Regions from separate parts of the Mus musculus genome. Here all the other regions are linked to region 1. Evidence: chromatin contacts called from public promoter capture Hi-C data. All regions are on one chromosome and are shown on one strand. The core of a region is the stretch at or near the end of the contact, and the rest is flanking DNA. Distances in the headings are between cores, read along the strand shown. Region 1 holds the start of Lix1 (limb and CNS expressed 1). Region 2 holds the start of Fpr2 (formyl peptide receptor 2). Region 3 holds the start of Has1 (hyaluronan synthase 1). Region 4 holds the start of Zfp960 (zinc finger protein 960).

Evidence for each region. Promoter capture Hi-C pulls out the DNA fragments that hold promoters and counts their contacts. Capture Hi-C pulls out chosen DNA fragments and counts their contacts.
Region 2: a contact with region 1 is called in a promoter capture Hi-C map of second pharyngeal arch cranial neural crest. The contact joins the promoter of Fpr2 here to the promoter of Lix1 in region 1. A contact is called at or near these places in 17 of 39 promoter capture datasets (the 3T3-L1 cell line, the C10 cell line, the HPC-7 cell line and 11 more), 2 of 15 datasets of contacts at CTCF or cohesin (large pre-B cells and pro-B cells), 20 of 484 Hi-C or Micro-C datasets (B cells, the C2C12 cell line, the HL-1 cell line and 12 more), 1 of 115 datasets of contacts at active chromatin or transcription factors (astrocytes) and 2 of 9 other capture datasets (liver and macrophages).
Region 3: a contact with region 1 is called in a promoter capture Hi-C map of second pharyngeal arch cranial neural crest. The contact joins the promoter of Has1 here to the promoter of Lix1 in region 1. A contact is called at or near these places in 15 of 39 promoter capture datasets (the 3T3-L1 cell line, 3T3-L1-derived adipocytes, the C10 cell line and 10 more), 4 of 484 Hi-C or Micro-C datasets (Th1 cells, cortical neurons, embryonic stem cells and 1 more), 3 of 115 datasets of contacts at active chromatin or transcription factors (craniofacial prominence, embryonic fibroblasts and embryonic stem cells) and 3 of 9 other capture datasets (embryonic stem cells, macrophages and pancreatic islet).
Region 4: a contact with region 1 is called in a promoter capture Hi-C map of adipose tissue. The contact joins the promoter of Zfp960 here to the promoter of Lix1 in region 1. A contact is called at or near these places in 1 of 115 datasets of contacts at active chromatin or transcription factors (embryonic stem cells) and 1 of 9 other capture datasets (adipose tissue).

The regions. Positions count from the first base shown.
Region 1 is chr17:17,399,757-17,405,888 of GRCm38.p6, reverse strand. It overlaps Lix1 (limb and CNS expressed 1), which reads right to left and starts at 3,203. Exons shown (of 6, transcript NM_025681.2): 1 at 2,863-3,203. The coding sequence starts at 2,944.
Region 2 is chr17:17,885,298-17,891,429 of GRCm38.p6, reverse strand. Fpr2 (formyl peptide receptor 2) reads right to left here and starts at 3,606. Exons shown (of 2, transcript NM_008039.2): 1 at 3,531-3,606.
Region 3 is chr17:17,852,162-17,858,293 of GRCm38.p6, reverse strand. Has1 (hyaluronan synthase 1) reads left to right here and starts at 3,106. Exons shown (of 5, transcript NM_008215.2): 1 at 3,106-3,156. The coding sequence starts at 3,148. All of the region lies in intron 1 of Gm36907 (a long non-coding RNA gene), which reads right to left.
Region 4 is chr17:17,060,765-17,066,896 of GRCm38.p6, reverse strand. Zfp960 (zinc finger protein 960) reads right to left here and starts at 2,794. Exons shown (of 4, transcript NM_001005358.2): 1 at 2,691-2,794. The coding sequence starts at 2,720.

The DNA.
Region 1 (6,132 bases), core at 1,954-4,453:
CTTGCTTGTGACTCATGACCCACAGAATGAAACTGGATGGCAGAGAGCTCAGAGTGGAAGGCAGCATGGACATATGCCATAATCTCTCTGCACACACACTCTGCTTGGCCCCGTGGAGCTATCCAGTGCTGCCTGTGGCAGAGATGCTCCTGTTGTGGAGATCAGCTTCATGCAGCCTTCAGAAGCAAAGTTCATACTGGGAGCCCACCTCATCCCAAACTTCTTTCATTTGAATGTCCACTAGGAAGTAAAGAAAAATGCTGTGGGATTTCTTTCCTTTTAAAAAAAAGAAAAAAAGAAAAAAAAGAAAATAATACCATTAAAAACACAGTTATTGTAGATGAACAACTTATCTAAACTATAACAGACTGGACATACTGTAAAATGCCATCTGAAGGCTGAGCCATGAATTCAACATTACTTCCTTAAGCGAATGTAACCGTTCCCACATGGTTCTGCCTCAGACCAGAAAACTCTTAGAGTGCTTTTCCTAATCAACTTGAAGAGAAAATTTACCCACTGTTGCTTGTTTGTAAGCAAATCAAAAGCCAACCGAGGGCGATGAATGTCTCAGGAGGCCAATTTTTGCTCTCTGTACTGTGTGTCTAAAGAGTAAAGGAAACCCCACTTTGCATTCACAGAAGAGAAGTTTAGAAACAGGCGGCAGTTTCTTTTTTATGCTCCTTTGTTCACTTGAGTTGTGTTTTATAATTTCTCTAAGTCCCTTTTCATCTTCCAGGAAAGCAAGGAAGCAATTCTTTTTATGTGTTCCTCCTGGCAGAGACTAGGTGGGTGGCGGCAGGGGAGGAGCCTTGAATGGGCTAGGAGGACAGGAAGAAGACTTTTAAGAACTGCCATTAAGGCTGGTGGCAGCTTTTTAGGTTGCCAGCAGGAGGGCCGTGGCAGCAATTTAAATTCGTGCCAAAGTAACAAAGTTCATGAGCCAGGCTGACATGTGTAGCACCCACAGTTGGCAGTGTATGGCTTGATCCTCAAGCAGACATCTGATGTCCTGACTCAGAAAGCAAACCCATTTCTAAGATTGGTAGACATTTGCCCTTTAGCTTATATCATTCAGTCATTGTATTTCCAGGTTAGAAAAGCTGGAAAGGAAAGGATCTAACATTCTCGTATTCACACTCACTGGACAGAGCAGCGGCAGAGCAAGTGGTTCATTCCAGAGTAAGTCCACAATGACACATACTAATGTTGGGATTTTTGTTGTTAATGAACGAAATATATGAAATGTGACACAGTTTTTCCATATGGGAAAAAAAACATTCTGTGTGGCTTACAAGGGTCTCAGAAGAAAACAACAGCAAAAAATAAATAGCGTTCTTGCAAAAATTTTGGTGACAGACATTGTCCCTTTAACAACTCATAGTTTCTCTTCTAAACTGTATGCAATTGGAAGAAATTAGTTCAGCTTAAGAACTGGACCATACAACGTCATATTTGAACTTTTCTTTCCATTTCCTTTTATTTCTTCTGCTCTCCAAATTCTAGGTCTAAGTTCTTACAATTTATCCAAAGCTTTGGACATGCCAAAGCCTTTCACCCTTCACTAAGATTTGAATGCATTGAAGGAGAAAGACATTCTTTCCTTCTCTTTCACTGGGAGAAACATAGCAAGCCAGAATAGACGCCAGGCTAAGCTTGAAGATGGAGTGACTTTTATTATTTCTAACATAGCTATTGACAAATGCTTGAAGGCAACATTTTTTTTTTTAAACTGAGAAAGAAAGTAGCTTTCATTTTATGCCTTAGAGGACAGATTGGTTACAATTTAATTTCTAAGAGGGAAGTTTTATAGAATAAAGAGGCCAGACATTTCTTTCTCTCTCTGTCTCTCTCTCTCTCTTTCTCTCTCTGCTTTTTTTTCATCACACATATGAGAAATACAAGCTTCAGGGACATCTGGAAAGGGGCATTATTCACTAATCAGAAAGCAGAATCCAAACCACTGATACTTTGATGGAGACACACATCACTAGAGTCACAAGAAAGGAAGCTGTAACGTATTGCAGGCTAAAAACATTCCATATGCATTTTCACCTTTTGGGCAGATCCAAAGAGCAATTCTATTCCAGAAGCCCTTTGTAATCTGACACCCACTGTAGATAAGATACACTATGAAGATAGTCTGTTTTGCAGCAGCGAGAAATCAAATTGGTTCCAGAAGCGAACTTATATGACAAATGGTTTAATAGTATTGCTGGAATTGTAAAGATTGGCTGAATTATTTTTCATAATCATTTTAGAAAAAGATTTAAAAATAACTTTGCCATGCCATGTGGGGGTGGGGGTGGGGATGTCGGGAATGAGGCTGAAGTTAGAAGGCATCACATTTTATTGGCATTATAATTTGCTATTAAAATTTAGGAGCTCAGTGGTTAAAATTAAATTTTGTTTGCTACAATACTTTTAGATAAAACAATACCTGATTTAATGTGTCTAGTTATGGTGTGAAAGATTAAATAGATGAACAACGAGCAGTGCATTTTTTAATTATCATTTCCAAGTTATTTTTAGTTTTCATTGAGTTCCACTCAGCTTTGTTTTATTTAAAAAGCATCTGGAAAAGATCATTAAGACTTGGCAGGTTTTAGACTTTAGAAAAAGTCATCTACACAGTACTGTCTTGGCAAAACAGCCCAGAGTCTTGTGGGCGTAGGTAAAAGGAAAGCCTTCTCCTGGCTGAAGTCGGGAACAATTTAAATATTGCTTAGCCCACAGAACACGACTACAAAGATCTAGCAGAAATCGTAGTTAAACAAGATGTGACTAGACACTTAGGACTATTTTCTAAAAAGTCAGGGGGGGAAAAAAGGTTTTTTTTTTTTTTTTTCCTTCAGTACTTACAGTCTTTGAAGACCAAAGCCGGGTCTCTGTGAGGCAAGGCTTGGGCAATGATGTGCCTCAGAGATTCCAAGGTTCTGTCCATCTCGAGTCTGCCTGTGCAAGCCTCCTGCACAGTCTCCTCATGCCTGAATTCTTGCAGCTCTGGACTGAATTTGTGCAGCTCATTGATGCAGTGGATTACTAAAGAATCCCTTTTAACATCTGCCAATCAGACATTTCCCAGAATCTAAAGACCCTCAGGGCCCTCCTCTCAGGCTCACTTATCTTTGTTGTATGCTGAGCTAATTAGCCTGAAAGGCTGGCTGACAGGCTGGTTCCCATGGCTTCGTTCTGTTAAACACACCCACCTACAGGCAGGCTGGGGAAGCTCAGTCATCATGAGAACAGATTTCTTCTCCAACCAGATTTTGCCTGGATGCTGTGCTGCCTTCCCATTTGGGCATTTCTTTCAGCCTTCCTTCTTTAAATGTGCTGCCCCCGGAATAGGTACTCAAGAAGGCATCGTCCTGCAGGTTCCTAAATTACAAGGGGAAGGCTTGGGACTGCCATCATTGAATAACCACTACAACCAACAATCTAAATTCCCCTTTGGGAAAGAGGAACTATAAAGATTACGATTAGAGTGAGATAATGCATTATTTCTGAAATCAGAATCCTCCCTGCAATGACAGTCACTTCTGGTGAGCAGTAGCAAGCAATCCCTAGTGAACTCTTTTATACTTTGCCTGACCATATTTCTTTTTCTGTTACCCTCCAAGACAAATCGTTCCCAAGATTGACTTTAATTAATCCTGATATCATTCTCTCATAATTTATTCTGTTAAAAATTTAATGGTGAGATCTGGAGAAATGGCTCAGGGTGTCAGGACTCTTGTGAAAGCAAGAGAACTTAGTTCAAATTCCTGGCATGTAAGTGAAAGCAGGACATGGTTGCATATACATGGCTGCATGTACAGGTAACATTAGGGTCCGGAAGCTGAGACAGGTGGCTCCCAGGACATGTCTACCAGTCAATTTGGCAAAAATGGGTAGCTTCATATTCTCTGAAAGATGCTGTTTCAAAAACTAAGGTGGAGAGTGATAGAAGCTATCTACTATCATTCTCTGGAATGCTCTTACATACACACCTGCATAGACTACAGACACTACAACTACCACCACCACACCACCAGCCCACCACCACCACCAGCAACACCAAAAACAACAGCAGCAACAACAGTGACAAGAATTTCTATCGACTAAGAGCAAAAAGCAATACCTTTAAAAGAAAAGTTTAATAGAAAGTTATTAAAAGAACTCAGCAAATGAGACTCTTTCCTATCTCTACAGATCCGTACACATGTGTAAAATAACACTTTGACAAGAGACAAACATGTCATGTGATCACATATCACACTTCAGGAATATGTAATATCAGAAACAAACGAACCAACTTTACTAGCTGTATGCTCTTGTTGTTGAGGCGCTGTGAAGGACTTTGCTGCTTCATTTGAAGTTTTTTTTTTTTTTTTACACAGAACTCACAGATTGTTGTCTCATGTTCCTTCCAATCTTCACATTCCATTATTGTGAAACTAATTCTTTAAAGACTATATAAATAGAATGTCTTTCATGTGATCAATTTCTTCAGCTAGTTGTAGAAGGGTGGGCTTAATAAAAAACAGAGAAGGAAAAAGTAGCAGTGATAATAAATGCTATTATAATGATTATTCCTTGACAAATACCCACAGGAAATTTAGGCCACCCAGAGAAGAAATTCAGGATTGTCACATAGACAAAATGAAATGATACATAGATCTATTTATAGTTCATATATATGCTTGAACCTCATGTGAAGAGACTTACTTTGGGTCACAAAGTATGCTATATATGCCTTGCATCAAATTGTGAGCAGCAGGCATGAATGCTCACATGTGTGTTTGTGTGTGTGTGTGTTGCTGAAGACCAAACCCAGAGACTTGTACAGGCTTGGCAATTTATCTATCATTGAGCAATAACTTCAGGCCAGAAAAAAGTTACTGTCTGTAGTCTAAGAATTTTATTTTATTTATTTGTTTGTTTGTTTTTCGAGACAGGGTTTCTCTGTGTAGCCCTGGCTGTCCTGGAACTCACTTTGTAGACCAGGCTGGCCTCGAACTCAGAAATCCACCTGCCTCTGCCTCCCAAGTGCCCGGCATCCAAGAATTTTAAATTCATTTTTTTTTATTTTGTGAAAAGAGGTTCTTAGTTTCAAAAATAATCTGGATGACTGGTGGATGACAAAAAATTCTGTTACACAAGAGATTAGACACATAGTACCTATGTAAGTGCTTTGAGAGTAACATAGTATTAGAAACCAAGACAATGTTCTCATTATAGAGCCAGGACAAATAACAAAGTTATTTTTCAATTTTTTCAAAAGAGTGATACTCATAATAGGAAACAGAAAATGATTGATGCCTGAAGTCTGATCAGTGAATGGGCTTTTCCTGTAAATTAAAATTGAATGTAATAATTGTCTAACACATTTTGTTTTACTTTATGTGTACTGGTGTTTTGCCTGCATATGTATCTGTATCACATATGTACCTGGTGTCTGTGGATGCTGGGACTTAAACCTGGATACTCTGGAAAAGCAGCCATCACTTGAGACTCAATTTCTAATCTTAAAAATAGCGTGGTAGGAGGAACAATAAGTGTGGGTTTAATAAGGCCTAGGATTATATTTTTGTCATCTAACCGTGACAAGCCATTCATCTTTGAGTTTACAATTTTCATCCATAAAACCAGGGAGCGAATCTGAATGTTCCCTTTAAGTTCTAAAGCCCATGATTCTGTGGTTAAACACAAATATGAGCACAGAGTTTCTAGACATGTAGAAAGTCACAGATTCATTTCATAAATGCTAGACTGATATTTAGAAAGTCGCTTCTAGTCCCATTCAACCTAACCATTCATTTGTAGTAAACATAACCAATATCAATATGATAAATTCAAAGATGTTCACTGCCAAAGCCACAAAGGAATTTGAAAGAAAACTATGAGTATCTTCACAAGACCTTCAGAGCAAATTTATGATTTCATAGCCTTTTATGATTCTCATTTAATAAATGAAAACAATAAAGACAGATTACACAACATCACAATTAGCATTGTTTCACCATTAAGTTCAATCTTTCAATTAAGTCTTTCTAAGCCTCTGCTTACATATTCTTTAAATATCCATAAACATTTCTTGGGTCTACTGGGTGGTGGTGTTACATGCCTTTAATCCCAGCACTTGGGAGGCAG
Region 2 (6,132 bases), core at 2,357-4,856, 490 kb before region 1:
AGGAAATATGACCCTGAAAACTATATAAAAGGACAGACTTTAATCTAGCTAGATCTGAGGCCTCCTACCACACCACAGGTGGCAGATGCTGCTGAATGTGTCTGTGCCCTCTGTCACACAATCTGATCACTTGCTCTTTGCGAAACAAATCACGATTTTCTTGATGGAAGTTGTCTCTCCATCTACTTTTGAATATATATCCTGACCAGGCTAGAGTGTATCTTGAATCTTCACTGCTTCTTAAGGTAGAGCCTGAGCCATTTACAAAGGACGCAATTCTACTCACACATCTACTAATCTATATCCCCCATTAAGGATATGAGACTTGGGCTTAATGGTAGCACACTTATATAGTGGGTAAACAACTTTAGGTTCTATCTCCAGCAATATAATATAATATAATATAATATAATATAATATAATAGCAAAAAGAAATTTTATCAATTATTAATTAATCCTGCCTTAAAATGTACTTGCATAAAATATAGGGTACTTTTGCACCACCATAAACGTTTTAGACTTATCAATGTATCTTTAGAAGGAATAGTAATACTGACCACTTCTTAGTTGACTGGTTGGGGGGTGTAGGCTTTGTTTTTTGTTCTTTGTTTTTTTGTTTTTTAATGTATGGTTGAGAAAGGGTTTAGTTAGTATCTCAGCTGACCTCATATTCCTGACTTTCTGCTTCACCTTTCAGAGTGCTAAAATTACCAAGGAATGTTAGAAGATATCAGTTCACAAAATTGCTCTTTGCTGTAGTAATTCTGTTAGTCTCTCATGAATTTTCTGGGGTGAGTAGACATGTGTCATGTTTCCCTAGGAAAAGTCACACTACACACCCCGATAATTTGCTCAACTGTAAATCTCATGTCAATATTGAGAGACAGCAACACCACTGTTTTATCAAGCCAAAGCCATATTCTAAGGATTTTGGTAGAGTATTGTTTGTGGGTTTTTTTTCTGTTTTTGTCAGAAGAGACAAGCATTGGAACCCTAATTTAATTTTAGAGTTTCAAATTTTGCATCACTAATATGCCTCATTTGATATGAACCTGCCACAGTAGCTGATTATGCTCATATGGTGATACAATGATGATTTCTCTGCTTTGTTTCTCATAGCAGTTCCTACTTTTCTTTTTCTAACACATTCTTTTCACTAAGATCCTAACCAGGACATTGTGTAATGTTTTTCAGAATTTCTCAAGCCTAGCACTGTTGACATCTGTCAGTACTTAATTGTGGTTGGGTATAATGGAGCAACTCTTGTCCAGCTATGATAACTAAAATATCTATAAATGACCATTTTCCTTTGGAAGACATAATGACTCCTAGTTGATAACCACTTCTATAGTATAGAAGATAGAAAATATAGGTAGAAAGACAAATATGCTAAAGCTCAATCACTCTTTTGTGCACGTCAGGATCTATGAGTCACAGAAGAAATCATGTGCTGCTTAGGATGGTCGGTGTATGGTGAAACCCCAACATATGCCAATTATCCCATTATAATTATCTTAGGACACACATCCCCATTTTATAACTAATGAAACCATGACTCTGAAGAAGTAACTTTCAGAAGCAGAACTTTTTTGCTAATTCTATTTACCATGCTCATTTCCTGTTTAATATGTGCATACATACTCCAAGCTGGGAAGATGGCTCCCAGCTATAAAGCACTTGCCATCCAATAAGGACCTGAGTTCATATCTACATCACCCATGTCAAAACAAGGTATGGTGGCATACATCTACAAGTCCAGTTGTGGAACAGGGCAGGGACAGGATAATCTGTGAAATTTCCTTGCCTGACTATCCAGCCCAATAATATGTTACAGTCCCAGAAAGAGGCTTTGACCAAAAAATATTTAAAACACATAGAATAACAGAGTTATTTGTTTAATGTTTATCCCCACATTCATAAACATTAACACACACACACAACAAACACAGTAAACTGATTATTCCCTCCCTTTGATTGCTTCTCAAATTATATCATTCCCTCTAATATTCTCAGAGGTTTTTTTTTTTTTAATGGTATCAATTTCTGGGGATTTTTTGCTGTACCAGCTGCCATATCTCCATGCTGCTGTGTGTACCACTTCCAGAGAAGCAAGAGTTATCGTTCGTTTCAAGTGGCCTCTCCACATGCACTGGCTCAGTATATGTCTCACACCTTCCTAGATATTCATCTCTTGAGTTTTTAATATCTCTTTTCTTCCAAGCCAAGGGGAAAAAACAAACAAAACAATAACAACAACAAACAAACAAACAATAACATCAGGATATACTTTCCAGTAGAGCATTCTCATTAACATATGAATTATCATGTTGCCTCCCTTCAAGACCCAAACATGGTCCTCACACCAAAAATCCCAACTGTTATTTGAGGCTGTGATGAGAACTGCATATTCAAGGCTTGATTCCAATACAGAAAGAGGTACAGTTTGATAATATACTGGGATAAGTTCTACACAATAAAAAGTAAAAGGGGGCTAAACAAAACTACTCAGAAAATATGAGCATTGTGTGCTCTTCCGGCATATCTCAGTTCAGTTCCCAGCACTGTCATGTAGATTTATATCTGTAAATTCAATGCCAGGAGATCCAAAGCTCTTTACCTACTTTCTCATGCACCAAGAAAGCATGGGGCAAAAAGACACACATTTATGAAAAATACCCATACATATCAAGAAATAAAAAAGTAAATTGAATGCTTGGGATGTAGTTCAACATTAGAGCATCATCCTAGAATCATTTAGTAGTAAGGGACCAGAAGTGTGAATCAGTGGTAGATTACTGCCTAGGATACACCTAGTAAGGAACATGATTAGTAGAACAGCATCTAACTAGCATATGAGAAACATTACATTCACTTGAGTATGGAGGCAAGAAGGGCAAAGGAGAAAAAGGTGATAAGCTTTGTTTCATTAAACAGACTTGTTTCTGTGAAAAAAAAACTCACAGCACAATCTCAGAACTTATAAATATTCTTTATATTTTTCCCACCTCCTATCTTCTCATTAATCCACTCCATACTGTCTTGAGTCTTTGGAACTACTCCAAATTTCCACCTTCATGGATGTGGACTCCAGACAGCCAAACTCAAAGTTCTCAGTTCTTATCCTGATACCTCCCATGGCACAGTACCAATTACACCCTCTGCTTTCTTCTGAAATCACATTAAACTTGTACTTTAAGATGAAAAGAAAGATACAAGCAACACATTGTACCAACAATTATAGCATAATGGGTGGACATATAAAAAGCACAAGAATCAGACTCCTCCACTTGACTTTTTTCAAGTGTCTTCAACTCAGTTCTGCATGATTGCAAGGCAAGCACTTATACACTGACCCATTTCCCCATAGTTTCAAGTGTTTCTGTTCAACACATATTCTAAGTCAAGAACTCAGCAGCCATCTGGTGAAAGTAAATATGGTCTTAAACATCTCTTCACAGGGTTTTAGGAAGTGTCCATCACATATAACAGCCATTCAAAAAGTAAGTTTCAGTTACTAGAACACAACTTACAACCAGCTGAGGTCTCCTTCTTACACTCTTCGGTTCCTGTGGTGTAAATGAAGTACTTGGCTCTCACTATAGACTTAAGGAAACTCTGAGAGGAACAAGAAAACTGAAACCAACCTTGTTGTAGAAACTCTTGGTTTCCTAAGATTCCCAGAAGCCAGGCAAATGGGATGCTATTGGAATCCTTTTATTTCATTGTATTTTTTATATGGACATTTTTCTTAAAGTTGTGTGTGTATAACATACATGTCTGGTGTCCTCAGAAGCCAAAAGATAACACTGGATCCCTAGGAACTGGAGTTACAGGTAGTTGTGAGAAACAAGGTGGGTGCTGGTAATTGAACCTAGATTTCTGGAAGAACAGCCAGTGCTCTTAAATTCTAAGCCATCTCTCCAGCCCAAGTGGAGTTTTTATAATCATAGTGTAAATGTTCTTCTACCATTTATCTGTGGAAAACGTGAGTTCAGTCCTGTCAATTTTTGGCCCTAGCATCTGTGCTCTGGTTTTTTGAATTTGGTTCTGATTTGACTTTACAAAATGTTGTGAACAGTCTGACATGGGCTTTGGCAGCAAAATTCAGTTCTTTTAAGCAGAGGTATACCTATTCTTAACCACTGAGACACCACCCTCCCAAACCTTTCACTCTTTTTCAAAAAATTGGAAGGAGTTGGGGCTAGAAGGATGGCTTTGAGATTAATAGCACTGAATGCTCTTCCAGAGGATCCAGGTTTGATTCCAGTGACCTACATAGTGGCTCACACCATCTACAACTACAGTTCCGGGGCATTCAGTGTCTTCTGGCCTCTGCAGGTACCAGACACAAACGCAATGCACAGTCATACAGGAAGTTAAAACATTCATACATTTAAGAAAGATTTTTCTGCTTTTACAACATGAAGATGGGTACCTACATAGACGTCTCAGTGACTAATAGCACTTACTGCTCTTCCAGGGGACCCAACTTCACTTCCCAGTGCCTACATCAAACAGGTCACAGCTCCCTATAACTCCAGATCCAAGGACACTAGAATTCTATTCCTGGTCTCTACAGGCACAAGCAAATATACACATGAAGACTGAGATGATCACAAGCACAATGTTGCCTCCATGCTTATTAAACAGTTCTAACAGCATATGTATGGATTTGTTTCCATATGAAGACATTCTTCACGTCTCTGTGGACAACAACTGTGTGCCCTAACAACTCAGGTCTTTACTAACTCAGACAAAAGGAGAGAGGACATAGACACTACCATAGATAGAGAAATGTCAAAAATAAACTCATGGTCACATTCTTTAGTTTGTGCCACAACATCTCTGTCTCTGTCTCTGTCTCTCTTCATGTTCTCACCAGTCACTCTCTTACGCTCACATTTTGAAAACAGGTTCCCATGAGCTCAACCTGTCTTTAAACACACTAAGTAGACATCTGAACTTCTGATCCTCTTGTCTCCAACACTTGAGTGCTTGAAATACAGGCATGTACAATCCTCATCGGTTTCTACAGACCATCCTGCAGGTTAGACAATCACTCTGCTAATTGATCTATACCTACCGTCCATACTCATCCTCTTTAATATACTGTGGGAATTGAATAGATTTAAGGTCATCATAGACATAAGAATCACTAAACTAAAGCAAAACGCTTAGTTTGCAAGGGTTGTCACTACAAATCAACACACTCTGGGTGTCTTGAAGTATAGCAACTGATTTTGTCACAGTTCTGGATGCTGGAGGTCCAGGATCACAATATTGGTCCCAGGGCTTTTCTTTTGCTTACAGGTAGCCATCATCTCTCTGCATCCTCACATAACATACACATTTCATAAGCTTACACCACCCTGGTGTTTCTTTCCTTTCAAAAAGACAACACTTATATTGGATTTGGACCCCACCCTTATGGCCTCATTTAGCTTTAATTGGTTCTTTAAACACTCTAAATCTGAACAATCACATTCTGATGGATTCTGATGAATTTGGGCTTTAACTGGTGAAAGAATAAGAATCCAGTTTCTGCACAAAGACAAGATTATTTTGTAAGTTGATGAGAGAACAATCTAGAGGCTGGGGTGGAGGGTGAAGGGAAAAGTGAACCTATCATGTGCCTTAATTTCCAAACAACGTCTGAAAGGAAGACAGTGGTTGGTATGAGCTTGATCAAAACTTTCACCCAGAGAGCCTGTCAGGAGATAAGAATGTCTTATAAGATCTAGATAATATTTGCTACACTGGAATTTGTAGTATGTACTCTGTTCAGTTTTCCTGTCTATTCTACTCAAATAAAAATTCTATTTGTAACTATCATGACTCTGAAATCACAGGTAAAATGACTGAGCCTCCTAAACTATGGTCACATCCAGGCACTATTTGTGTGGTTGTTGTTGCAGTCTGCAAGAGTGATCTTAAGCACGGATGCCCTCTCCCCAGTCCCACCAACACGAGTTGTTGTACAGCCTCCAAGCCAGGAATAGTTTTCTTGTATGGTTAGATTTTTTTGTTTTGGTTTGGGTTGTTTTGCTTGAACAATAACAAATGAATAAAATATAATGTGTGAAGTAATGTGAAATACAACTACTATCTTTTTAAATGATGAACTGTTGGCAT
Region 3 (6,132 bases), core at 1,857-4,356, 450 kb before region 1:
AATCATTTGTAAAGAAATCTTGCCTTTATGGATCTTGTTACTTACTTCACTTCCCAACTCCTTAGTGCTTCCACAGTGCTGTGCTTTATAAAAAGGCAAGGAGAGAAAGAATGTGTTTGGTGGAGGTATGGTCAGGTGTGGGGGAAGGGAGTGCCTCCTCAGGCCCCATGCTGATGCATCCCTTCCCCCTAAGGGACAAGCCACACAAAGGTATAGTATAGAATAGAGTTTATTCAGGCATGGGGAGGGGAGTTGAGATGATAGTAGAGACAGAGAAAGGCAGAGAGAGAGAGAGAGAGAGAGAGAGAGAGAGAGAGTAAGTAAGTATAGGATTAGAGGAGTAGAGGCTGGCCATGAGCGCCTGTATAGGGGAAAGGGGCAAGAGGACAGAGCAAGAGAAAGAAGGCAAGAGAGAGGGAACTGGGCAAGCAGCCCTCTTTTTAGTGAGTCAGGAACACCTGGCTTTTGACAGGTAACTGTGGGTCCGAGCTTAGACAAAATGCTAACACACAGCATCACTCAGTGTGTGTTTTGTAAACTAGCCATAAGTCTTGCCTTGGACACCTTTCTCCTTCATTTTCCACTCCCCTAACTTCACATCAGTCAGGAGCACCTCCTCCAGGAAGCTTTTCCTGCCTTTCAGTTCCATCAGTGCCCAATCCTCTATTTACACAGCTGCCTCCTCTACTAGTTTGGCATCTCCTCAGAGGCAGGGCCCCCTGCTGAGTCATTTCTGTGTGCCTGGCATCACTTAGTCCAGGGTCCCACCCATCATCTGCTGAAGAGATGTCCTTATAATGAATACATGTTTTTCCTCTGCTTCTTCTCCATTTTTAGCAATCACCCTTACCCTTCTCTTGTGGTGAAGTTAAATGATGACGATCCTACTTGGAAGACAAGGAAGACATCGTAGATTGAGGACAGAGAGCAGTTATAAGCCCCATTTGGAGGGGAGGGGGGTCTGTAAAAGAGCTCAACTTCATCTGTCCTTGTCATCTTGTCTTTGCTACATTTAATCCTGGTCATCTGTGCTTGCAAGGAAAACTGGACCCCTGCGCCTGAGGGAGGAGAGTTAGGCCTGTATTCATTTTTTGAGAGAGGAGGGCAGATGTCTAGACTCAGACTCCTGAGTTGAAGTGGGAGGACTGAATACTGGACGATCAGGGCTAAGGGAGAAGGGCTGGGGTCTGAAATTCTTGGTCTGAGGGAGGAGAGCTAGGGACTGTGCCCCTGGGTCAAACAGAGGAGTACTAAGGTCTGGTCACTTGGGTCTGAAGGAGCCTGTGCACTCTGTGCCCTGGCAGAGAAAACTCTCAGGGTTTGAAGTCCTAGTTTGTCTCTCATGTACTCTGGTTTTAGAAACATCTGGTTTTATACAGCTGCTCCACCCAGTCAGGGTGGTGTTGAGGCTAGGCAATCAAATGCCCAGCTCCTGGGTGGAGCCTGGGCTATCCCCTCCTAGCCATGGGAACTCCCCTTATCCCCAGATCTGGGCTTGCTTCCATCAGAGGATCCATCATCCTGACACAGACAGACACTAGGCAACACAGGTTCCCGGCAATAGCATCAGACACAGCCTGTCCTGCCCTGATATTGGGTAGTACCTAGTTTTCAACCATCAAAAACTTTCTCCCTAGTGCCCAAGGTCAAGCAAAGGCCCAACATAGCACTGCAGCTATGCCCTGTATAACAAGATTCTCACACACGCCTGGCTCTGTCCACTAGACTGCTGAGTGGTTGCAAGAGATGAAGCAGCCAGAGGAAAGAAAAACAGAGTCATAAAAGTCAGATGGGGAGAACCGAGTGATAGTCTTATAAAAAGGCAGGCAAGCAGGTGAAAGCTAGAGACACCGAGGGATAGAAGAGTAGATAGATATACAGATTGCAGATTAGTAGAAGACGGGGATAATAGACATGAGATAGGGAGAGGGGAAGAAGGAAGAGTGAAAGAAATGGGAATACAGATAGGTAGAGAAATAAATATAGTCAAGGCATCAAGTACAAAATGAGAAAGTAAGAGAGAGTGAGGCAGACAGAGAGGGAGAGGGAGAGGGAGAGGGAGAGGGAGAGAGAGAGAGAGAGAGAGAGAGAGAGAGAGAGAGAGAGAGAGAGGGAGAGAGAGAGAGAGATTGAGAATAAACTTTATCAGAATCACTCACACAAGAGAATGCAGGAAGAGACAACAGGACACAACCCATCATTGTATACTAAGAGAAACTCTGAAAAACATAGTCTTGAAGCTAAAAAAAAAAATGTATATATATCCTTATAAGAAACCATGTACAAGAGTGATAAGGATCACTAGTCTTCTGGCCTCAAGGAGCTAGGGTACACTCCATGAGAGCTTCTTTTCTTCCCCAGCTCTGTTCTGATCTAGTCTCCATCAGAGCAATGAACTCAGGTCACTCCATGGAGTCACTGCCATCCCCCAGAAGACAGATTCCAATAGCCCATCCCTTAGCCCCAAACAGACTGTAACATGAGCATGTGTGTACATATGTACCCCTACACAGACACAGACACACACACACACACACACACACACACACACACACACACACACACAGAAACATCAGCCCAGCAAAGAGCATACAATTCTGGCTGTAGCTCCAGTCTGCTGTGAAACACATGCCAGCAACACAGGCACACCCACAGACGTGAGTGTGTGTGTACTTTCTCTATCTGCCCATTACTGAAATGTGATCCTGAGGGACATATTTGTAGAGAGTCTGCTATGAGGAGATGAGAGAGAGCGAAGAAGAGGAAAAGGTAAGAAGGTGAGGGGGGGCAGGCCAGGGGGAGAGGGAGATGGGGGTAGTAACAGAAGAAAGATGGAGATAAAAACACTGACAGCTGAGAGAGGCAGCTGAGGGAAGGGCTGAAAGAGGGGGGTTGTGAAAGGCCAATTTGAGGGGCAGAGAAGGGAGGTCCTATCTGAGCCGGGGATGGGGAAAATGTCGGGAATTGAAGAGGGTGGAGCAGTAGGACTGCCTGACCTCAGAGCCCCTGGTCAGACTTGTCCTGACGTCAGCCCTCCTCCACCCCCGCAATGTGTTGGTCTTCAAATGGCCCCCCTCCAGCTAGCTTCAGACACACTCAGATTGCAGAACAAGACGGAGAAGAGAGAATCCAGGAGGACCCACAGCCATGAGACAGGTGTGTGTGTGTGTGTGTGTGTGTGTGTGTGTGTGTGTGTGTGTGTGTGTGTGTGTGTTCGTGTGTGGTATCTGCCGCCATGCGGGGTAATTACTACCATATGTGTGACCATATGTATTGGGGTCTAGTAAGAATGTGCTTGTAAGTGCATGTGGTGAGTCCATGTGTATCTATGTATGACAGTGTTCATGTGTTCAGTGAGCATGTGAAGATGAGTGTGTGAGTGTCCATCTCTGTGTTCACTGCCGTGAGGTTTGCCTTCCATAGATGTCTATGATTCTGTAAATATATGTTTGTGTTCCCTGGGAGTGAAAGAAGATTCTGCCTGTGTGTAACACATGCATTTTGGCTTTTGATTGTTTTATGGGATCAGAATCTACTTAGTTGAAAAACATGCAGTCAGCAATAGTCAACCTCTCTTGCCCTGTAAAATTAGCAGTTTCATATGTTTGGGGTTCATTTTAACTGTTCAGTATTTCTTCTGAAACCTTATGTTTCAGATGACTGTCTTTGTATTTATTGACATATTGCTATATCTCCTTGATACTGTTTCTTCCTGATGCTGAGGCCTTATGTCCTCAGGTCCCCTAAATGACTGTCAAAGGAACGCTGTGTTCAGCCTGAGACGTGGTACTCTTGTGAAGCATGGTGCTTTTAGTTGTGTGGTTTTAATGTTGTGGGTACAGCCGTAGGTGCATGTATCCATATTGCTGGCATCAAAAAACTTCCTTCTAAGATGAGCTAGCCCTAGGAGCCCAGGCAGAGCTGTGTTTGACACAAAAGGGCAGGAACAAAGGAGTCTAAAAGAATAATTGTTATTGGTTATTTAAATTTTCTATCTCTAGTTGGGTACCATGTACCTGAGGTCTTAGATACTTGGCTGAGACAGGGGGATGCTTGAGTCTAGGAGTTTGAGGGTAATCTGGGCAATACAGGGAGACCCTGTATCTTCTTTAAAATCCCATAAAAAAAAAAGTAACTCATCTCTACTGCTCAGAAACGTGAACTAAACTGCAATATATTGTTTTAAATCCTCTTGAAAAGTAAAGAGGGGTCATGAGATGCTCTGGGGGGTAAAGGAGCTTGATGCTTAGCCTGACAATTTGAGTTTGGTCTCCAAGATCCACATGGCAAAAAAGAGAGAACCTGCCAGGCAGTGGTGGCGCATGCCTTTAATCCCATCACTTAGGAGGACGAGGCAGGTGGATTACTGGGTTCGAGGCCAGGCCAGCCTGTTCTAAAGAGTGAGTTACAGGACAGCCAGGAATATACAGAGAAACCCTGTCAAGAGAGAGAGAGAGAGAGAGAGAGAGAGAGAGAGAGAGAGAGAGAGAGAGAGCCATAATTATCTTCCAACCCTTCCCACCACCCATCCCCCACACAAGTATACAGCAAGGCACATGCACTATGGCATGCATATACCCACACAGATACACACAAGATAAACAAATAAATATCTGTAAACTTTCAAGGAAAATGAAAGGAAATTAAGTTTGGCAGTTTCTTTGCTCTAATCCAGTGTGTGAGATGGCTATAAGCTTTTCTACCAAATACCAGGTGATATTATTTGGAGACTGAAGAACACTGCATTCTCTGTCAAAACTGTTCAACCTTGATATTCTACAGTGGCCTCATGCTTGAGTTAAGAAGACTGGAGTTTTGAACTGTGTGTAACGTTCATGCTCCACAAAAATATTTTTGTTCCCCTTTAGCTTTAAAAACAATTTGCAAATGTAAAACATTACTTATTTGTAAGCGGTACTGGAAATTAGTGTACTGACCACTACTGTATACTTTAAAATATGATTATTTGGGGCTGACAAGGTGCTTGCTGCTAAGTCTGATTACCTGAGTTCGTTCCCCTACATGTTATCAGGAGAACTGTCTCCTGAAGGTTGCCCTGACTTTCACTCACACGCTATGGCATGTGCACTTGTGCATACACATAAACACACATACAGACACTTTTGGAACAGGATTGCTTTAGGGAATAGGGATGTAGCTAAGCTGATAGAGTGATTGCTCTGCATGCACAAAGACACAGATTCAGTCCCAGCACCAAATAAATTGAGCTTACCTCTATCATCACTCAGAAGTTAGAAGCAGACACATCAGAAATCCAAGCACATTCTTGGACACACAGTGAAGCCAAGGTAATCTTGGGCTTTATGAAACACTGTCTAGGGGCTGGTGAGATGGGTCAGCGGTTAAGATCACCGACTGCTCTTCCAAAGGTCCTGAGTTCAAATCCCAGCAACCACATGGTGCCTTACAAGCATCCATAACGAAATCTGATGCTCTCTCTTCTGGAGTGTCTGAAGACAACTACAGTGTACTTACATATAATAAATAAATAAACAAACAAATAAATAATTTAAAAAAGAAACACTGTCTAGAAAACACAATGGTTTTTTTGTTGGTTTTTTTTGTTTTGTTTTGTTTTGTTTTCTTTTCTTTTTTGGTTTTTGGGGGTTTTTGTTTGTTTGTTTGTTTGGGGGTTTTTTTTGTTTTGGTTTGTTTTTTTTTGTTTTTCAAGACAGGGTTTCTCTGTGTAGCCCTGGCTGTCCTGGAACTCACTTTGTAGACCAAGCTGGCTTTAAACTCAGAAATCCACCAGCCTCTGCTTCCCAAGTGCTGGGATTAAAGTTGTGCACCACCATGCCCGACCACAATGGTTATTTTAATACTTTGCTACCACAAAATATTAATGAGGCCTCTTGTTTTGTTACCCACCCCAGACTAAGACTGAAAAGTACAATGTATAAAACGTGGTTTAATCTGGGTTTAGGTTTTTGTGAAATTGACAGTTAAGAAGAGAAGGGTCATGTATCATACTTGGTCAAAACATATTTCAAAGCTTTTCAGTAACCAAATGGAGCTAAATGAAAATTTTGTTTTAAATTATGTATTTCCATATGAAGTGCTCGGGATTGAATCCAGGGCTTCATGCATGCTTGGAAAATGTTCTACAGCTGA
Region 4 (6,132 bases), core at 1,545-4,044, 340 kb after region 1:
TTAGAGACAGGCACATCTTAGAGAGTGACCAGAATCAAGTGGAACCAAAGCCATGTGAAGAGAGGAAGGAGAGGAGAGGAAAACCAGACAAAGTGATGAGGTGGGTAAATGATAGATGAAAAAGATATTCTAACAAATTTGGGTGGATTACATAAGGAAGGGGAGCAGGGAGATGTATACCCCAATCCCTAAGATCCAGGGTGTGCTTTGTTAGGCATACACTGTAAAGGGTAACTGGGGGATTTGGGGAGAAACTGACATTCTGGCCTGCTTTGATTTGTTAAATAGGCACCTAAGCCATTTGTGCTGGGCCATAAGACTTAACAACAGTGAGAAAGGATAAACCTAAAGGATTTAATTATAATATCAAAATTTATTTTTAAAAGCTGAAATTGGCTTTATGATTGAAAAGTTATCCAAGTATTAGACAAACCAGGTATTACTCATACATTTCTCTCCCAATGCACACTGTAAAATTGGAATAGTAAAATTCCTACTAGGCACAGACACAGAAATTTGTCAAGCACTTACATGTTGGTTGAATTCATGTACGTACAGATATTTAGTTTCTAAAAATTAATCCATTTCCTTCTCTAGATTCTTGATTGTCTTTTTCTGTGAACCACGTAAATTTTCAAGTTTGGCCTTTTATTGATCATCTAACATTGATAACATTAGTATGCACTGATAATAGAAGGTATTTTAAAAGAAAGCTCCCTCCATCATTCTTCCCACTCCCTTTGGTTGCTGTGAATACACCATTTTCAAAGTTGGTCAGTGAAATCAATTGTTACCAATGTCCCTCTTGATCTATAATTTCCCCTAGAATGTTGTGGAGGTAGGAGAACATTCATTCATTCCTTCATTCATATCTCTCTGTCTTTTTCCCTCATTGACCAGTCAGGGCTCATCCTGGAAGAATTTATATGCTTCTCTTCAGGCATTGGACAGCAGAAGCAGGATTAGGTATTCAAAGAAATTACATAGCAAAAGGCAAGTCTGGGCTATAGAAGAAATTCCTCTAAATAGAAACAAATAATCATAGCAGTTGAGAAAACGGATAAAATACTTAAATTCTCCAGAAACACTAAAGAGAAAAAAAAATCTAGATGTTCAGAGAAATTCTAAGAAAATGAAACTTAAAAAGTGTTATCAAGAGCCGGGCGTGGTGGCATACACCTTTAATCCCAGCACTTGGGAGGCAGAGGCAGGCGGATTTCTGAGTTCAAGGCCAGCCTGGTCTACAAAGTGAGTTCCAGGACAGCCAGAGCTACACAGAGAAACCCTGTCTCAAAAAACCAAAAAAAAAAAAAAAAAAAAAAAAAAAAAAAAAAAAAAAGTGTTATCAAGAATTGACTTCTTTAAAAGATAGATATTATTGAAAGTATGAATAGGTACAGTGTCTTTCAACAAGAGCAGGCCATTACCTTGTAGGCAAATACAGCAAACCAGTAGCCAACATCAAATTAAATGGAGAGAAACTTAAAGCAATCCTACTAAAATCAGGGACTAGACAAGGCGGCACACTTTCTCCATAACTATTGAAGTCCTAGCAAGAGCAATTCCACAACAAAGAAGATCAAGGGGATACAAATTGGAAATGAAAAAGTCAAAATATCATTATTTGCAGAGGATATGATAGTATCTATAAGTGATCCTAAAAATTCTACCAGAGAACTCCTAAACCTGATAAACAACTTCAGTGCAGTAGCTGGATATAAAATGAACTCAAATAAATCAGAGGCCTTTCTCTACAGAAATGATAAACAGGATGAGAAAGAAATAGGGAAACAACACCCTTCACAATAGTCACAATTAATATAAAATACATTGGTGTGACTCTAACTAAGGAAGTGAAAGATCTGTATAATAACTTCAAGTCTCTGAAGAAAGAAATCAAAGAAGATCTCAGGAGATGGAAACGTCTCCCATGCTCATGTATTGGCAGGATTAGTATAGTAAAAGTGACTATCTTGCTGAAAGCAATCTACAGATACACAGCAATCCCCACCAAAATTGGAACTCAATTCTTCACAGAATTAGAAAGGGCAATTTGTAAATAAATCTAGAATAACAAAAATCCTAGGATATCAAAAACTATCTCAACAACAAAAGAACCTTTGGTGGAATCATCATCCCGAAACTCAAGCTGTAGTACAGAGCAATTGTGATAAAAAACAAAAACAAAAACAAACAAACAACCCCCTTCATGTTACTGGTACAGTGACAGTCAGATCAATGAAGCTGAATTTAAGATCCAGAAATAAACTCACACATCTATGTCCACTTAATCTTTGACAAAGGAGCTCAAACCATCCAGGGGAAAGAGGACAGCATCTTCAACAAATGTTGCTGGCTCAATTGGCGGTTAGCATGTAGAAGAATGCGAATTGATCCATTCTTACCTCCTTGTACAGAGCTCAATGCTAAAGGCCAAGAGAACAACTTGTAGAATACACGAAAGAAACTTAGCCTGTCTGACTTTGGCATCCTGCTAAGGGTGTTTCTATACACAGGACCCTGCTCGAAAGGTTTTGTGAATATTCAGCCCAGATAGTTAAGTTATGCAAGAGCCACCGTTGGGTCCAGAAGCGGCTAAAACCACGAGGCAACTCGCAGGTGCCTGCATGTAGCTGCTGGTTCCGACCCAGCCTTCCGTAGGACCCAGCACACCCGATCCCGCTCCTCACCTCTGTGGGAAGTGACAATATCCTCATCATGTCGCACTTTCAGAACTTGCCTGAGTTTCCTTCACAGTACCCAGCAGCACACAGGACAAATCACTTAAGCCTGCTTAATTACAGGGAACCAGCGAAAAGAATTCCGGAAGAACCACCCTCCTCTTATGACTGGCAGATCCCACAGGGAACCAGGAAAATCCCTTCCGGAAAAACCACCCTCCTCTAAGACTGTCAGATCCTCCTTCATGCCGTGATTGGCTAGTAAATCCTGAGTGACAGGAGCAACTCTCTCAGGGTGAGAGGGTGCAAACGCAACTCGGAATAGTGGTTCAGTGCACAGGTTTCCAATCTAGACGCACACCTATTCTAGATCAGCAGAGATTTGTATTTTGGTAGCAATTGTCCCAGGTTTCCGATAGCGTACACCCCAGCTATTGCCGTCCCTTCTCTCCAGCTCACCTCTGATTGGCTGCCTGCTCCTCCCCATTGTGAGCTGTGACTTTGTTCTCCAGAGCCAGGACTCAAATTCTGACCTGTGAGTCCACTGCCCTCAGAAGGTGCTTCCTCTTATTGCTAGTGGAATGAAGCATATTACTAAAGTTGCAGTGGAGTGGATAATCTGTCTTACAAGTGGAAGGATGCCCAGTTTAACTGCTAGTTAAAGAGTGACTTTAAGAAACAACGTTTTGTATTGTGGCTTCTTACTGGGTTCTGGTAAATTGCACAAACTTTCCAGCTGGAGCTCTATTGTTATTCTATAATCTACTATTCTATTGTCTATTCCTCAGTAGGAAAGTGCCAAAAAATAAAATAAAATCTCAACCCAAAAACACAGGTGTACTAGGAAAATGCTCTAGGGTCTCTCTATGTATGTGGAAAGTAGATTTATTAGTATGGCTCCCAAGCTGATAGCCAACTCTTGCAACTATAACTCTATACCAATGGGAAGTTGAGCAATCCAGTGGTTGTTCAGTCCATGTGGCTGAATGTCTCAGCTGGTTTTCAGTATATATCATAATATGTATAGGAATAAAACGTAACAGCTGTAAGGAACCTAGAAACATGTAACGAATACATGTAATCATAAAAGTCGCCACAAAATCCATACGGGTGGTAAACCTTAAGCATTTAAAGAATGTGGGAGAGCTAGCACTACAGTATCCCTGACTGAAGACATAAGTATTTGTATGCCAGCCGGGCATGGTGGCGCACGCCTTTAATCCCAGTACACAAGAGGGAAAAGGCAGGCAGATTTCTGAGTTCGAGGCCACCCTCATCTACATCCAGAGTGAATTCTAGGACAGCCAGTGTTACACATAGAAACCCTGTCTCGAAAAATAAAATAAAATAAAATAAAAATAAAGAAGAAGAAGGAGAAGGAGAAGTAGAACACAAAGACGATGACAAAGAAGACAAAGAAGGGAAATATAAGACTTAAATAGTTTAAAAAAGAAGCATAAGACTTAAGATATAGGACTAGATGAAAAGGAACAGAGAGGTCCAACCATCCATTGAACCCCATTTAAATCATTCCAGGGCTTCCCAAATCCACCTTCCTCAAATCTACCTTCCTCAAATGAACATATGGAGAAATATAAAATTGATATGTTTCCCAAAACTTAGGAATCTCATAGCTTTCAAATGGTCTGAATATGTGAAGGCATACAAATCCAATTCCACTATTTGGTCAAGAAGCATATTTATGCAGTCCTTCATTAGGTTGCATAAAATATCTTTCACTTTGTACGTATAACTTTTGTAAAATTATCATATGTTTAAACTGGCCCATAATAGTTTCTTTCTGTTAGAATTATAGGGATGGAAATGGAGAGGAGCCTTGCCACGCACTCTGGTTGAGTCAGCTTGACAGGCCGAGAGGCCTAAAAGTCACGAGGCAAAGAGTTTCACGGAAACTCACCTCCTGGAATCTGGTGTTCTCTCTAAACCATACATTAATATTCCATTCCCGAGTTAGTCTGGTGTATGGATCCATGTGCTCTCTTTTAGTATTATCCTATTATAAGTGCCTTTTAGGATTGAATTCTCACATAGCCAAGCCTTCACCAGTGTTCCAACAGTCCTAGAAAGTCCTACAGCTGACCATGGGCTTGGAATTCAGTAAGAATGTTGCTTTCAGTGACATTCAGAATTGCCTCTGGCATTACACTATCACTTTGAATAAAAGCCAAGTCACTGCTCTACACAAGAATTTACCATCATCTAGGAAGAAGGAAGTTTGAGACCTAAAGAGAAACCAGAATAGACACTTAGAACTAGAGATAGCTGAGTTACACCCATACACACGTATTTACAATGGTCTACGGGAAAGGTGGACTATACAATAGACTAAAATAGGAACTATGGCAAGGGCACGAAGCCCTTGACCCTGGCTTCTAAGATTAAGTGAATCTTAGGTGCAGCTCTTTTTGATCCCAGTTGTTAACAATGAATTCTATCCCAGGTGGTTCCTGTTAGACCTTCTGTGTTTGTATTCCTGTTTTGTGTAAGAATCCAGTAACCTCTTTGTACCTTGCTGGTGTGTCACCCAACTTCCCTATTTTCTTCAGCATAAAAAGTTTGATGCTCGATTTGACAAATTACATTCAGATTCTACACAACCTCTCCTATGTGCATCTGTCTGTTTCCATCCAAGGCTTTGCCCACCTGCCCCAGAGACCTGTTCCACGCAGACAAAAGGATAAAGAGGGTCTGAGGCAGAGCCTGAAGAAAAAAGGTCCAACAACAGGCCCAAAGAGGGATCCAGCTCAAGGGAGGTCCCAGGGCCTGACACTATTATTTTTTAATATTTATTTATTATTATATCTAAGTACACTGTAGCTGTCTTCAGATGCACCAGAAGAGAGTGTCTCATTACAGATGGTTGTGAGCCACCATGTAGTTGCTGGGATTTGAACTCAGGACCTTTGGAAGAGCAGTCGGTGCACTTAACCCCCCCCCCCCAAAAAAAAACCAACAAAGCCAGTTTTAGTGTATAGAGTGTATTCATAGTTATTGAGTTCAATTCTAAGCAACCACATGGTGGCTCTTACAACCATCTTTAATGGGGATCCGATGCCCTCTTCTGGTGTGTTTAAAGACAGCTACATTGTACCCACATGCATGAAATAAATAAATAAATCTTAAAAAAAAAAAACAACAAGAAGAAGAGTTACAATATAAAAAAATAAAAACTGTGATCCAGTGATAGAGAACTCTCAACCAAGAAATCTAAATGGCTAAGAAGCACTTATAGAAATGGTCACCATTTTCAATAATGACAGAAATTCAAATCAAAACAACACTGAGAGTTCATCTTACTTCCATCAGAAAGTAGATAAGAAAAACCACAAGGGACAGTCCATGCTGGTGAGGATGTGGAACAAGGGGTGGGTGTACTCCTCCAAAGCAGGTGAGTTTACAAACTGGTACAAAAACTCTGGAAAACAACCTG